2 separate regions of the Macaca mulatta genome follow, and region 1 is linked to region 2. A link is a contact called in public Hi-C data. All regions are on one chromosome and are shown on one strand. The core of a region is the stretch at or near the end of the contact, and the rest is flanking DNA. Distances in the headings are between cores, read along the strand shown. Region 1 holds the start of LOC144329767 (IQ domain-containing protein H-like). Region 2 holds the start of SMAD3 (SMAD family member 3).

Region 1 (6,871 bases), core at 2,067-4,566, 200 kb after region 2:
GGAAGAAATGATAAGCCCTCTTTTATGGTTCACTTTTCCTTATTCAAGCAATCTGCTCACTAGCTGTTCTTTTATTTTTTACTACATGACAGTAACGAGTTGCAATGGAAAGGTCAACTGATTTTAACCCGAATTGGAATTATCTAAGAGCATTTTACATACAGAGATAAAATGGATTATTTTACAGAATTAATTTTACCCCCAATAATGCTAATACACTTTACAGAAGTACAATGTTACTATTTGCTAACTACAGGTAATCAGCTACTTCAAGGCAGTGACCACCTTTGCCCATTGGGATCATTAAAGCACACAACAGAGCACTGTAGCCAACAGAATAATTAATATTCCTGAGAATGTCTTTAAAAGACTTTCATGTATCGCTAATAGGATTCCAAATGCATGTAAGTCTTTTGGAAAGTTAGTTACATCTTTAAGAATCTCGAGCAAATTCTGGTTTATTCACTAGACGGATAAATGTGAGAAACTGATTTTTGATAAATCTCAGGATAAGAAGTGTGTATTTAAAAAATTTTTTAAATGGCCAGGTGTGGTGGCTCACGCCTATAATCCCAGCACTTTGGGAGGCTGAGGCGGGTGGATCACGAGGTCAGGAGATCAAGACTATCCTGGCTAACACAGTGAAACCCCGTCTCTACTAACAATACAAAAAATTAGCCAGGCGTGGTGGTGGGCGCCTGTAGTCCCAGCTACTCGGGAGGCTGAGGCAGGAGAACGGCGTGAACCCGGGAGGCAGAGCTTGCAGTGAGCCGAGACCGCGCCACTGCACTCCAGCCTAGCCTGGGCTACAGAGTGAGACTCTGTTTAAAAAAAAAAAAAAAACAGAAATAACTGTGTATCAAATGTAATTACAATTATTTCTTTTTAAGAAACTGCATTGGAAAAACAGACTGGAAAGAAACGTTAGCAGTATTTGTAGTTGGGTAATGAGACTATGGCTATTTTCTTTTCTCTGTATGCTAAATTTTACTTAATAAGTATGCACTAGTTTTACAATGAAACAAAGAAAAAAAGAGAAAGGAAGGAAGAAGGAAGAAAGGAGGGAAGGGAGGAAATGGGAAGGAGCACTGCTTAAAGGTAGCAAAATGGCCTAATTAGACCAGCTAGTTACCACTTAGTTAAATACTATAATTAAGTTTTCACCCTAGCAAGGAACTTTCTAAGTGATCACAAATGTTAACTAAGTCATAATATCTGCACTGAAGGGGCATCTTACCTAATTCTGTCATTTGACAGGTGTAGCAAAGAAATTATAATTATACAATGCTATACAGTTTACAAAGTGTGTTCAAAATGTCACATCATCTGTCCTTCAAATACTCCTGAAATAGGCTCATATGCCCCATTTTAAGGATCAGGAAATTGAGGGTTACAGAGATAGTAATGTGCCTTAATAATAATGTCTACGATTTATCAAATGTTTACTACGTGCCAGACTCTGGGTTAAGCACAATCCTGTGAAAATTATCCCTACTTTATAGATAGAAGGTGAAGGGGCCAGGCGCGGTGGTGACTCACACCTGTAATCCCAGTACTTTGGGAGGCCAAGGCAGTTAGATCACTTGAGCCCAGGAGTTCCAGACCAGCCTGGGCAACATGGCCCAACCCCGTATGATGCGGGGGCGGGGGGGCAATTAGCCGGGCATGGTGGCACCCACCTGTAGTCCCAGATACTTGGGAGGCTGAGGTGGGGGGATGGCTTGAGCCCAGGAGGCAGCAGTTGCAGTGAGCTAATGCCACTGCACTCCAGCCTGGGCAGCAGAGTGAGACCCTATCTCAAAATAAAAATTAAAAAAAGGAGAGAAAAGAGAAAGTGAAGGGTAGCCAGGCACAGTGGCTCACGCCTGTAATCTCAGCACTTTGGGAGGCCAAGACAGGAGGATCACTTGAAACCAGGAGTTGGAGACCAGCCTGAGCAACATAGCAAGACCCTGGCTCTACAAAAAATAAAAAAAATAGCCAAGGTTCGTGGTGTGAGCCTGTAGTTCCAGCTACTTGGGAGACTGAGGCCGGAGGATCACTTGAGCCCAGGAGTTCCAGGCTGAAGTGAGCTATGATCGCATCAATGCACTCCAGCCTGGGCGACAGAGCAAGATCCCGTCAACAGAACAGAACAGAACAGAACAGAACAGAACAGAGAAAAAGAAAAAGAAAAAGAAAGAAAAGGAAAGGAAAGGAAGAAGAAAGGAAGAAAAGAAGGAAGGTAGGTAGGAAGGTAGATTAGGTGACTTGCTTGAGATCATACAGCTAAGTCACTACTCTGATTCTAAGCCATACACTTAAAACACTTAAAACAGAAGTCTTGAATTACCTATAATTCAACTTCACAGAGCCCTTTAGTAGAGTTGGCTTATGATCCAGTCCCATGTTCTCTCTTTTAAGAGTTACTAAGTCTGACAGCCATTATGAGGGTCTATAAGCAAAAGCACTAGCCCAGTCATACCCAAAAACTCATGTTGGCGGAGAGCCCATGCCTCAGAAGAAAGGCGTGAATAACTAGAGTGCAGGGGACAAAGCTAAGAAGTCTTATAATGTACACATTAAGAAGCAACCAAGAATTCAAAGGAAACACTCCCCAGAGCAGCAAGGATAGCAACATCACGATATCAACAATTCCAGCACCTTACACTCCTGTAACCTAGCGCAATTTCCGCAGAGCCTTCAGGTTCATCTCAACGGATCCTCGCAAAAACCTGTGGGCTGGGCTGGGCAGAGCGGGAAATCAGTCTCACTTTACACAAGAAGCCGAAAGGAACGCAGAAGAGGGCCGGGTGGGCAGAAAAGCACGAGATTAAGAGCCAGGGGCAGCCACCTGGGGTGACTGGGCGCCTCCATTGACTGGAGGAAGAACGCAGGGCCCGCGGCGAGGACAAGGCCCAGAGAGGCCGAGGTGCTGGGTCCGTCGCCCGCCGAGGCTCAGGGGCCTTGGAGGTCGGCCCAGGCGCCTATCTACTCACGTTGGACCAGCTGGTCTCCAGAGAAGACGGAGGAGCAGCTGGTGACCAACGCACAGGGTACGCCCGCAGCCATAGCTGCGCTCGCAAGCCGGTTCCGTCTGGCAGCCGCTTCCGCCTTGGACTGCACCATGGCCGCCGGCGCGAGGGGGAGACACGCCGGGGAGGGCGTTCTCGGAATGACCAGGCTGCCCTGACCCCGCCCCCAGGCCCCCTTCCGCTCCCAGCGTGGAACAGGCCAGGCCGCGCGTAGTGTTGCCATGGGGACGAGCGGCCCCGGCTGAAGGTTTCCATGCTTGGAAACCGCGCCTCCGCGGAGGTAGCAATTCCCTGACCTAGCCATGGCTCAGAACACTGAAAACCACGACCCTGTCGGATCCATCTTAATCCAGGTGGGAAACGGGCCTCCCCCGGCCCTGCCCAGCCGTGCCACTTCCGAGCGAGGCCCCGCGCGCCGATTCACGGGCGCTTAGCCATTTGGTGCGCCGTCCCTAGACTGCCTTCTACACGCGAGAGGCTCCCCAAAATGCCCATCCAGACCTTCCCCCACGGCTCAGCGCACTCCCGGTGACTTACCGTGTAGGTTACGCCCCAGAAGTACGACCTTTCTGCCTCTGGGAAAACTCACGCTGAGGCCCCATTTTTAAATGTTACATTCTGAAAAATTTGAACCCATCACGTCGGGAGCGGAGGAGAGACAAATCAGACACTCTAGGAGGTGATAAGAAATTTGGAGACAAATTGAAATATGTGCATTGCTTTTCTTAAACTCCCCAGTTTTTTTAGATCTAAATGTTCCTTGTTGGGGAACACACACACACAGAACAATCAAGATAACTTGGAATGAAAAGATATAACATTTAGAAACTTGGTGAAGGAGCTTTTTAATTTGAGAGGGGAAATGTCAAGAAAGTCTTGTCCAATACAGGACAGTTTGTAACAGTTGCACTAAGATGTTTCTGAAATGATTATGGCATTTTGTTTTCACATTTATGTGAGGTAGCTTTAAGATATTTCCACATATATCATCGGTTTTAACTATCACATATATAATAGCTGCATTTGAGTAAGTCTTGAAGTCATTTGTGTAAGGTCACTCTATCAGGACTGTCACTCAGTCGGTCTGAAGTGGGTCTTATGAAAGGGATCTAATTTTTCTGGCAGAATTTTGATCTCTTACCTCCCATCTAGGAGAGATTTCCCTAAATCTACCTTTTCCCAAATACAAGCCCCTAAACTCACCAATTTCATACACTTCCCCTTTAAGAATCATACCTAAATCTTACCTGATCTTTTATCACCCTCACTTTCACCATCACCGAGCAATGAATTTAACCAAACTGCAAAGTCTGAGGGAACAGTCCCCAAAAAACTGCCCTAACTTCAACACTCATTACCTGCAAGTTTAGAGGTCCCCAGAACCACCTCACTCAGACAAGCTGGGTACAAACTTAGGGGCCCCATCACCACCCTCACATTCAATGATTCACTAGAACTATTCGTAGAACTGAGGAAAGTGCTGTGCTCACACCTCCAGTTTTATTATACTGAAAGCATACAAATTAATCAGCCAAGGGAAGAGATGCATAGGACAGAATCCAGGAGGGGTCCAGACACAGAGCTTTTGGTAATCTTACCCCTGTGGAGTCATGGACATCATTACCTGCATTACTTCCTCCCAGCCACAATATGTGACAATATGCATAGAATATTGCAACTAGAGAAGCTTATCTGAGGCTTTGATGTCCAGAATTTTTACTGGGGCTCAATCTCACACTGCCCTTGTGGTTGACCATTAATCTCCAGCCCCTCCTGAATACTTTTAGTCTCCCACTGTTCCAGAGGTCTGAGCTGATACAGCATGGATCAAAACACCCATTATAAGTCATGTTGTTAGACTGTCTGGTGGCTAAAGCCCACAGACAAAGACTTTTCTATCAGGCAGGACATCCCAGGGGCCTAGAGATCACCTCCCAGTAGCCAGGGGCAAAGACTGGACCCCTCTTTGGGTAAGGTTAATTCTTTGCTGCACATACCCCCTCTTTTTATAGATTCCAAATAATTAGAATAATAATGGAGACTCTTACCTAGGATACAACATTATAGTAATAGATAACTGTTGACACTGACTTGTGAGATGGGTCAGAAGAGCTAATAGTCATATCCTTGTTGATCTGCACCCCTACTTGTTTAAAAGGATTCCTGTGGACATATCAGGTAAAGGGCTGTGTAGAGGAAGAGAGCCTACCTGTTAACCAGATTATTAAGACTGATTCCTGTATAGTATAAAATTCTATTCTCTACATGTAGAATATATATAGTGAGGAAATTTGGAAGACTTTCCCTACTTTCCCAATGAATCCTGAGAATTTGTGAGTACGTAGCACCACCCAAATGTGCCAACATGGATTCCACTTCTGTTTGGGGCTATGGTTTATTTCCCTCAGACAGGCTACCAATAATTAGTATGTCTAGTGGAAAGCACTTGATGGCGAGTCAGAATACTGAGATCTGACCATGGCTTTGGCATTCTCACAAGTAGCGACTTTGAGCTAGTCACTTCACCTCTCTGGACCTCTTCCTCTTCCATAGGGACACTTTCCTCTTCCATAGGACATATAGTTTGGATTAGGTTCACTTCTGACTCTAAATTGTCCCAATTTCCCGAAGCTACATCATTTACTGTAAAAGTAGACTTCCTTTCTTGTTAGCCTAGGCAATCAAATTGTTTCTGGCAAATCAGTGAGTGAGTGAGTGTGTGTGTGCTGTAGACTGTAAAGCAGAGGTACTTTAAATTTCGACTTGCTTCACCCTAATATGGTCAGTTAGGTCTGTGTATCAATCAGATATATTAAACAGCTTAGGTGTTGTAGGTATTATTTTTTAGCTCCAGTTTACAGAAGACACTTAAGTACAAAGAAGTAAAGCATCTTGCCCATTGTAATACATCCAGTATGTATTGATCCTTAAATAGGCTATGGCATGTTTATGAAGTAATCTTGAAGAAGTGTGGTAGCGACTCTGGGAACTTTCCAGTCATACTTTGTAAATCTTAGAAGCTTTGTTTTTATGCTTCATTAAAATGTGGTGTATTCTTAACATATCTTTATAAATGCTTGCTTGACCCAAATATTAAACAGGTTTGTGTAACAAATATTACCTGATTTTATGATTCAAAATTAGCTTTTTAATTAAAATCCAGCAATTGTGTGTTAACACACAAAAAAACAACAATTGTGTGTTAACACTGATCTTGGGAATAAGGGAGCTCAATTGACAGTTTGCTATTTTCATTCTTTCTTATCAACCTCTCTGTCTGATTTGTCAGGTGCATACAATATAAAAATGAATAAAGTTGGCCAGGTGTGGTGGCTCATGCCTGTAATCCCAGAACTTTGGGAGGCTGAGGCGGGTGAATCACTTGAGGTCAGGAGTTCAAGACCAGCCTGGCCAACATGGCAAAACCCTGTCTCTACTAAAAAATACAAAAATTAGCTAAGCATCATGGCAGGCACCTGTAATCCCAACTACTTGGGAAGCTGAGGCAGGGAGAATTACTTGAACCCAGGAGGTGGAGATTGCAGTGAGCCGAGATTGCGCCACTACACTCCAGCCTGGGCAACACAGCTAGACTCCGCGTCAAAAAAAAAAAAAATGCCGAGTGCAGTGGCTCATGTCTGTAATCCCAGCACTTTGGGAGGCTGAGGCGGGCAGATCATCTGAGGTCGGGAGTTTGTAGACCAGCCTGGCCAACATGGTGAAACGCTGCCTCTACTGAAATACAAAAATTAGCCGGGCATGGTGGCAGGCTCCTATAATCCCAGCTACTCAGGAGACTGAGGCAGTAGAATCGCTTGAACCCGGGAGGTGGAGGTTGCAGTGAGCCGAGATCGCGC
Region 2 (6,852 bases), core at 2,244-4,743:
GAAACAGAGCCGCTGTTTCCATTTCCATCCCACCTCTCTTGAACTTTGCACTTAACCATGATGAAAAACTAACCGGGCTAACGTTTCCCTCCCAAGAACAACCTCTGCAAAAGCAGGCCTGGGTGGGCCTCAAGAGACCAGGTGCCAGAACAGAGTTTTATCCATCAAGAGTGGCCCACCCATTCACTGCCCAAAGTCAAGATCAACAGAACATGTGGGGTCTTCTCAGCACTGAGAAGAATCAGTTCCTCAGCCCTCCTCAGAGCTTTCTGAAACTGGACTTAGTGCCCCAGTGGAGGGACCTCTTTTGGAGAAACAGGCCTGAGGAGAAATAACTAGCCTAGAAATGGCACTTCTTAGACTTGCAGGTGGGTCCAGCACTATTTTTCTGCATGCACAGCTGTTCCTGTCACACAGATGCCAGCAGGGGAAGCGCAGGGAAGCGTGGTTCTGCCGCACTCACTAGCTGGCTGCCTGGTGATTTCTTCCCCTCAGGAAGATGAGAGGGCTTGAATGAGGGCCCCTTCCAATGCCATGATTTTAGAGGGTGAAGTACCTGTCAGGTCCTTCCACTACATGTAATCCTCAAATCTCTCTGAGGCTCTTCCTCCACAGTGCAAATCGCCTTCCTTTATCAGACATTGCTCTCTGTGTAACATAAAGGACTTGAACTAGAGGAGGACAGTTACAATGCTCTTTCTGGATCCACCACTCTGCACAGTGAGAACCATTTACTCCATTCTTACAGCAGAGAGAACAGACGCTCCGCGAGGGGAAGAAGAGAAAGCCAGCATTGGAAGCCAGGCCAGTCACTGACGGATACTGAGCCCCTTTTACTTTCTCTGGCTACCTCTCAATGGTTGGACTTGTTCAGGTTAAGATTAACATTTTACTGGACGATGATGACTGCAAGGTCCCTGTCCATCTTTGCCCACTCAGTCACATCATCCTCATCCCCACTCTTTGATGCTTCTCTAGGCTGTGAATCCCTTGAAGACCTTCGTCTTTTATTTTGGAAGTTCAGGAACTGAGTAGGAGGGCTGCAACATAGAGCTGCTCCGTCAATGTATGTTAAACTTATCTGACCTCCCTCCACCACTTTTCATGGCATTAACAATGCAAACCTTTTCACATGAGCTTCTCACAGCCACCCTAGGAGATTGCGAGGGAAGCTACCTCTAGCCCCATTTTACAGGTGAGCAAATAGTCCTTGCAGTGTTACAATAGTGTGCTTGTGTAGAGAACTGTTTTGCAAAGAGCTCGATCAATGATGTCTTCTTTGCCTTCCGTGACCCAGGCAGCTGGGTGCAGTGTCAAGATCGAAGACTGAGGCGTCAACAAAGTATTGGGTTCAAATTCCAGCTCTGCCACTTGGAACCCTGAGTAAGTAATATAATCTCTCTGTGCCTCCGTAAACGTGAGGCATAGGAACATCTACCTCACCAACCATTGTTAAGATTGAATCAGAGGCAGGCGGGCTACCTGGAAGAAAGCAATTAATAAATGAGGATTGTGTCATCCTTGTCTCTTGAGGGACGGGAAGAAGAGAGTGAAACCTAAGACCACAGCGGCAGCGCATTAACAGGAGGACCAGCAAGCAACGGAAGTCAGGTTGACAAGCCTCAGTTGGGTTTCAGGGATTCTCCTTTTCAGGCGGGTATTTAGGAAGAGAAGGTGAGGAGCACAACGCCCTTCTGCAGCAGCAGCTGCGGACTGGCTTGTGGGAGGCGGTTCTCTGGGGCAAAGCAAGGGCCCCTGCCGCTTCTGGGCTGACTTTGTGGATTCCGCCACACCTCACAGGGCTTTGTAACTCCCCACCCACTTGAGGGTTTGCAGATAACTTTTTTTTTTTTTTTTTAAACAAAGCGGGGGTGGGGGGTGGGGGATTCCTGCTGTTAAAAACAAACAAAGGGCTTAGACACCGGCTAGTCAACTGCGGGAGGCAGCAGCAAGAGAAAGGCCAAGGGGCCTGGAGTAGCTCCTTAAAGCCGCCGAGGGCCCTGCGGCCAGACGCCCCTGAATTCTTTTGGTGGGGTGAAAAGCCCCGGAGCTCCCCAATGTGCCAGTTGGTTTGTTGTTGTTTTGCTTTTTTTGAATACACAAACTCTCCGAATACTCTTGTCTTGCCCCACTTTTTTGTGAGTTCATTGCTCTGGAAACAAAACTCTTCCATTTACTGGGAATTATCAAATTTCCGATCTTTCTCTATCAGGAGATCCAGCAACACCGTGTTATGTAAATTTCTTCCAAAGATAAATTCGAAAGCACCTCCATTCATTCCTTCAAGAACTCAACAGATGTCCTTGAGGCTCATTTTCTGCCGGGCACTCAGTTCAGAAGGCTCAAAGGATCCCTGGCTCCAGCCATTGTCCAGGTTGTCACTGGTGTCCCCAGCTCTCCATTTCTGAGGACCCACTTCTCCCCCCCCCACACCCTCCTCCGCACACTTTCCCAAGGCTCTCGGCCGGTGTGATCTCACCAACGAGAGAATAAAAACAGCCCAGGGGCGCGGGCGCGGGCGCGGGCGCCGGCCAAGAGCCTTGACGGGGATCAGCCAGCGCGAGGCCAAGTGCGGGCCCCAACTTCCTGGGCCCGGGCCTTCCGCGCGCCCCCTCTCGGGCTCGGGTCCTCTCCAGGGTTCACTCCCGTCCGGACGGCGCTTACTTGCTGCGAGTCCAACCCTCTCCGGCCCGCAACTCCAACCGAGCCGCACAAGTGTGGACTCCGAGAGCGGACGCCTCGGGCCGCGCTCAGCCCTCCCGCCCGAGGCCCCTCTCGCCGCGCGTTTCCCAGGACTTCCTCCCCGCGCCCGCCCGACTTCAGGTCGGGGCCGCGCGGGGTCCCGCGCGCTCCAGCCAGGACTGCCGCCGCCCGCGTTGCCCACGTGGGCGTGCTGGGCACGGGGTGGTGGCCGGCCGGCCGGCCGGCCGCCCTCCCCGGAGCAGGGGGCGGGCAGGGCGCCCGCGGGAGGAGGTGGCGGGGCGCAGGGGAGGAGGCGGAGAGCCCCGGCGGCGAGGGGGCGGTGACAGCGCTTGGAAAGGAGGCTGCACGCGGATTTGCATGAAACACAGACTGGGAGCGGGCGGGAGCGGGAGCGCGGCGCACGCCCCGGGCCGGCCCAGCCAGCGAGCGAGCTAGCGGCGAGCCGGGAGGAGGAGGGTGGCGAGGCGGCGAGGCAGCAGAGGCGGAGGGATCTGCGCATCAAAGCTAGCAAGGCGAGCGAAGTTTGGCCGGGGGTTGGACTTTCCTTCCCGGAGGCGGCACCCAAACAGCTACCCCGTGCGGAAACCCAAACTTCTGCTGCCACTTGGAGTCTCGCGGCCGCCGCCTCCGCCCCGCGTTCGGGGCCTTCCCAACCCGGCACCGCTGCCGTCCGCCCGCCCGGCCGCCCTTCTCTTCGCCGTGGGAGCCGCTCCGGGCGCAGGGCCGCGCGCCGAGCCCCGCAGGCTGCAGCGCCGCGGCCCGGCCCGGCGCCCCAGCAACTTCGCCGAGAGTTGAGGCGAAGTTTGGGCGACCGCGGCAGGCCACGGCCGAGCTCCCCTCTGCGCCCCCGGCGTTCCGTCGAGCCCAGCCCCGCCGGGGGCGCTCCTCGCCGCCCGCGCGCCCTCCCCAGCCATGTCGTCCATCCTGCCTTTCACTCCCCCGATCGTGAAGCGCCTGCTGGGCTGGAAGAAGGGTGAGCAGAACGGGCAGGAGGAGAAATGGTGCGAGAAGGCGGTCAAGAGCCTGGTCAAGAAACTCAAGAAGACGGGGCAGCTGGACGAGCTGGAGAAGGCCATCACCACGCAGAACGCCAACACCAAGTGCATCACCATCCCCAGGTGGGGGCCCGCCCGGGGGACCCGGGGACACGCCGACCCGGCCCCCTGGCACTGCGGGGCCGACCCATTGGGGTTGGAGATGGGAAGAGGGAGAGAGAGGGAGTGAGACTGTGTGGGTGCGTGTGTGTGAGAGTGGGAGCTAGAGCGCGGGCAGGAAGGGGGTGGGGGGACCCCAAACAAAACCATCTCTGCATTTGCAAAGATCAGAGCCCGAGGCTTCCACACGGTACTCTGGCTTCCAGACCTCACATTCCCTTTCCACCTCCGGGAGGGGAGAGCGGGTTGTTGCGGGACTCGGCCGCCCCCACCCTGGGGAGCTGGGGCTGGAAGTTGAGGCCCGCTTTGTTCGGCTCCGCGGGCCGGAGCCCCTCCTCCGCCGCCGCCGCCTCCCGCCCCCGCGGCCCGCGCTCGTGGAGGTGGTGGTGTCTTTGCGTTTCTTTTCTTCAGTCCGGTCTCCCCACTTTCCTCTACAGGAATGCGGTCCGTACAGCTGGGGCTGTGGGTGAGGAGCGGGAGCCTCGTGATTGACAGATTCCTTCTTCGTTCTTTCTTTGCCTTCGGGATTAGCATTTTTATCGAGTATTTTTAGACTCGGTTGTGCCAGTCTCCCGCCCCCTGAGCACGCACGCACTTTGGTTGCAGTGCAATGCTCTGACTTCCAAATGGGAGAGACAAGTGGCAGAAAATAGGGTCTTCTCCCCCACCTCCCACTCCCCATCCCGACTCTTTTGCCCTCCTTTTGGTCCAAGAGATTTTGAGTCCGTGCAGAATGAGGGAGAGGGGCGGGCTGGAACCGGGCAGATAACAAAACACACCCCAAAGTGGGCCTCGCATCGGCCCTCGCATTCCTGTAGAGCCCTCCTTCCCAAAGCGCGCTGCCATCTGTCTGCATCTCCTTTATCCTTCCTGTTGCGCGCTAGCTAGGTCGGGCGGGAGCCCACAGATGGCTGATAGAAAGGGTCAGTGACTTCTCTCCACTCCCCCAGGGCCTTCCTTAGCTTAGCTGTGCCTGGCTGGGAATTGGGGGTGGGGATACCTTGACTTCCTGTCTCTACCTCTCAGCCTCCTTTGATTCTGAATCAAGGGAGAGAGTGTGTGTGTTGGGGGCTGGCTGTTTTGGGGGTCCCAGGCTGCAGAGGAATGAGTAGAAAGCACCAGGGACTGTAAGCCAAAAAAGGGATTGTCATCCCTGCCCCTGGGCCAGGGTGGACTCCATCCTTGGCCACCTGCTTGGGGCAGTTGTACAAGGGCTGCCAGGCGAGTCAGGCAGGCACAAAGCAACATCTGTCCACGGGAACCCAGGGCAGGCCTCCCCTGGAAATAAATGCCACATATGGTGGGAGTGCAGACTTAAATTTTTTTTTTTTTTTTTTGACTGGGTGGATCCAGTCAATAAAGGGGGAGGGAAGGCGGTGTGCTGTCTGGGGAAGTCCCTGGCCGTGTGATCGGGAGCCAGAATTGACTTCAGAGGAGGTGGTGTGATGTGATGGTCAGAGAGACCTGGGATTTGGTTCCAGCTCTGGTTCTTAATTCTTCTGTATTCCTTCGGTGGGGGTGGAGAGGGTAGAGTGGGTGAATATGCTACTTCTCTGTCTGGGGAGGGGTCTGTCAAACCTACCTTCCTCTTATCTGCCTGGGTGCATTGAAGACAAGTGCTTTATGCATTGAAACAGGAAAAAAAATGGTATCAATTATAAAACAGGCAGCTGTGAAAAGTGTTTCACGGTTTACAAAGCACTTTCACATGGTTTTCTGAGGTCCTCAAAACAAGATAGAAAGCAAGCAAGCAAGCAACCAGCCCTGGAAAGTAGATAAGGTTGTTAGGCTTAAGATTATCACGTTTTTAAAGCAGAGGAAACTTTAAAAGAGAGAGGTGAAAAGGCTTGAGTTGTAGACGTGGGATTCTGACAGAATGTGCTCTTTCTGCTGACCCATGCTGCTTTATACTTTGAAGATCCTGAATACATTCTTTGCTGAATGCTAAAACTGTGTTAGCTTGGGGAGGGCCCTGTGGATGTTTGTATGTGCGGTTGCTTCTTTAATCTTTGGGCTGGTGATCGCTTGGCAGAGAGGCCCTGCTTTCCCTTGCCTTGGTAGGAGTTTGTCCTCTGTGGGGCCATACCTTTGGCCTGCCTTTTCCTCTTCCAAAGTCCTGCTGAGACTTTGGAAGCCTAAGACATGTGAACGCTTTGGATGATTCTGAGGGTTCAAGCCAACCTGCCCTGTGGCCTTCTCGTGACTTTGTTAGGACTGAGGCATCTTCTGCCTGCCTGGATAGGACTGAATGCAAAAGCAGATTTTTTTTTTTTCATCTTTTTTTTCAGTTAGGGAAACCCAGTTGCTTGGGTGGATCCAGACAAAATGGATTTTCATCCTTGGATTTTGTGCCCACGCCTCTGGGTCACCTTGTGTCCCTTGGCAACAGCTGCTGCTGTTTTGGTCGTGGGCAGAAAACTAAAGGCCACGTCTTGGGGAGGTGGCTGGTTTGGCCTTATGCTGGTGATATCGATGTGTCTGCTAAGCCCCATAGATTGCAGTGTTGCTTGTCAAATTGTCTGCTTTCACCACAACTGCCTTTTAGTTTGGAAAGTAGAGAAAGGAAAGCGTTTAACTTAGTCATTCCCCCTGTGTGTGGGGGGTTGGTCACTGGATGCTTAAAAACACTCTGCAAGATCTGGACTCTGGGGTTTAAGGAGCCCTCAGTCTAAGGAGATTAAGCCAAGTGTGTTTTGGCTAATATATAATCACGAGCTGCAACAGCAATATTTGGCAATTAGAGCTGTATACTGGGGACTTCCAGACCACAGGCTTGCTTCTCTGTGACACCAGCTCTAATTTGTTTCAATTATCAGGGGAGCTGGAGTGATACACACTTACCGACATCAAGAAGGTAAAAGAGATTGGTGCCGAGGAAGTGGTAAGAGCTTCATTTAGATACACCAACAAAGGGGCTGTCAGGATACTCTGAGGTCTGGCAGGATTGACAGAATTTACACAAGTTTTGTAACAGCCTCTCATGGCTCACCTGCTT

Evidence for each region. Hi-C and Micro-C count contacts between places; a contact is called where the count stands out from the background.
Region 1: a Hi-C map of fetal cortex germinal zone shows a contact between it and region 2, with 2.6 times the contacts expected there. The contact joins the promoter of LOC144329767 here to the promoter of SMAD3 in region 2. A contact is called at or near these places in 2 of 14 Hi-C or Micro-C datasets (blood and fetal cortex germinal zone).

The regions. Positions count from the first base shown.
Region 1 is chr7:44,783,587-44,790,457 of T2T-MMU8v2.0, forward strand. It overlaps LOC144329767 (IQ domain-containing protein H-like), which reads left to right and starts at 3,317. Exons shown (of 6, transcript XM_077938800.1): 1 at 3,317-3,367. The coding sequence starts at 3,317. It overlaps AAGAB (alpha and gamma adaptin binding protein), which reads right to left and starts at 3,078. Exons shown (of 10, transcript XM_015142540.3): 1 at 2,644-3,078.
Region 2 is chr7:44,586,094-44,592,945 of T2T-MMU8v2.0, forward strand. SMAD3 (SMAD family member 3) reads left to right here and starts at 3,494. Exons shown (of 9, transcript NM_001266160.1): 1 at 3,494-3,821. The coding sequence starts at 3,616.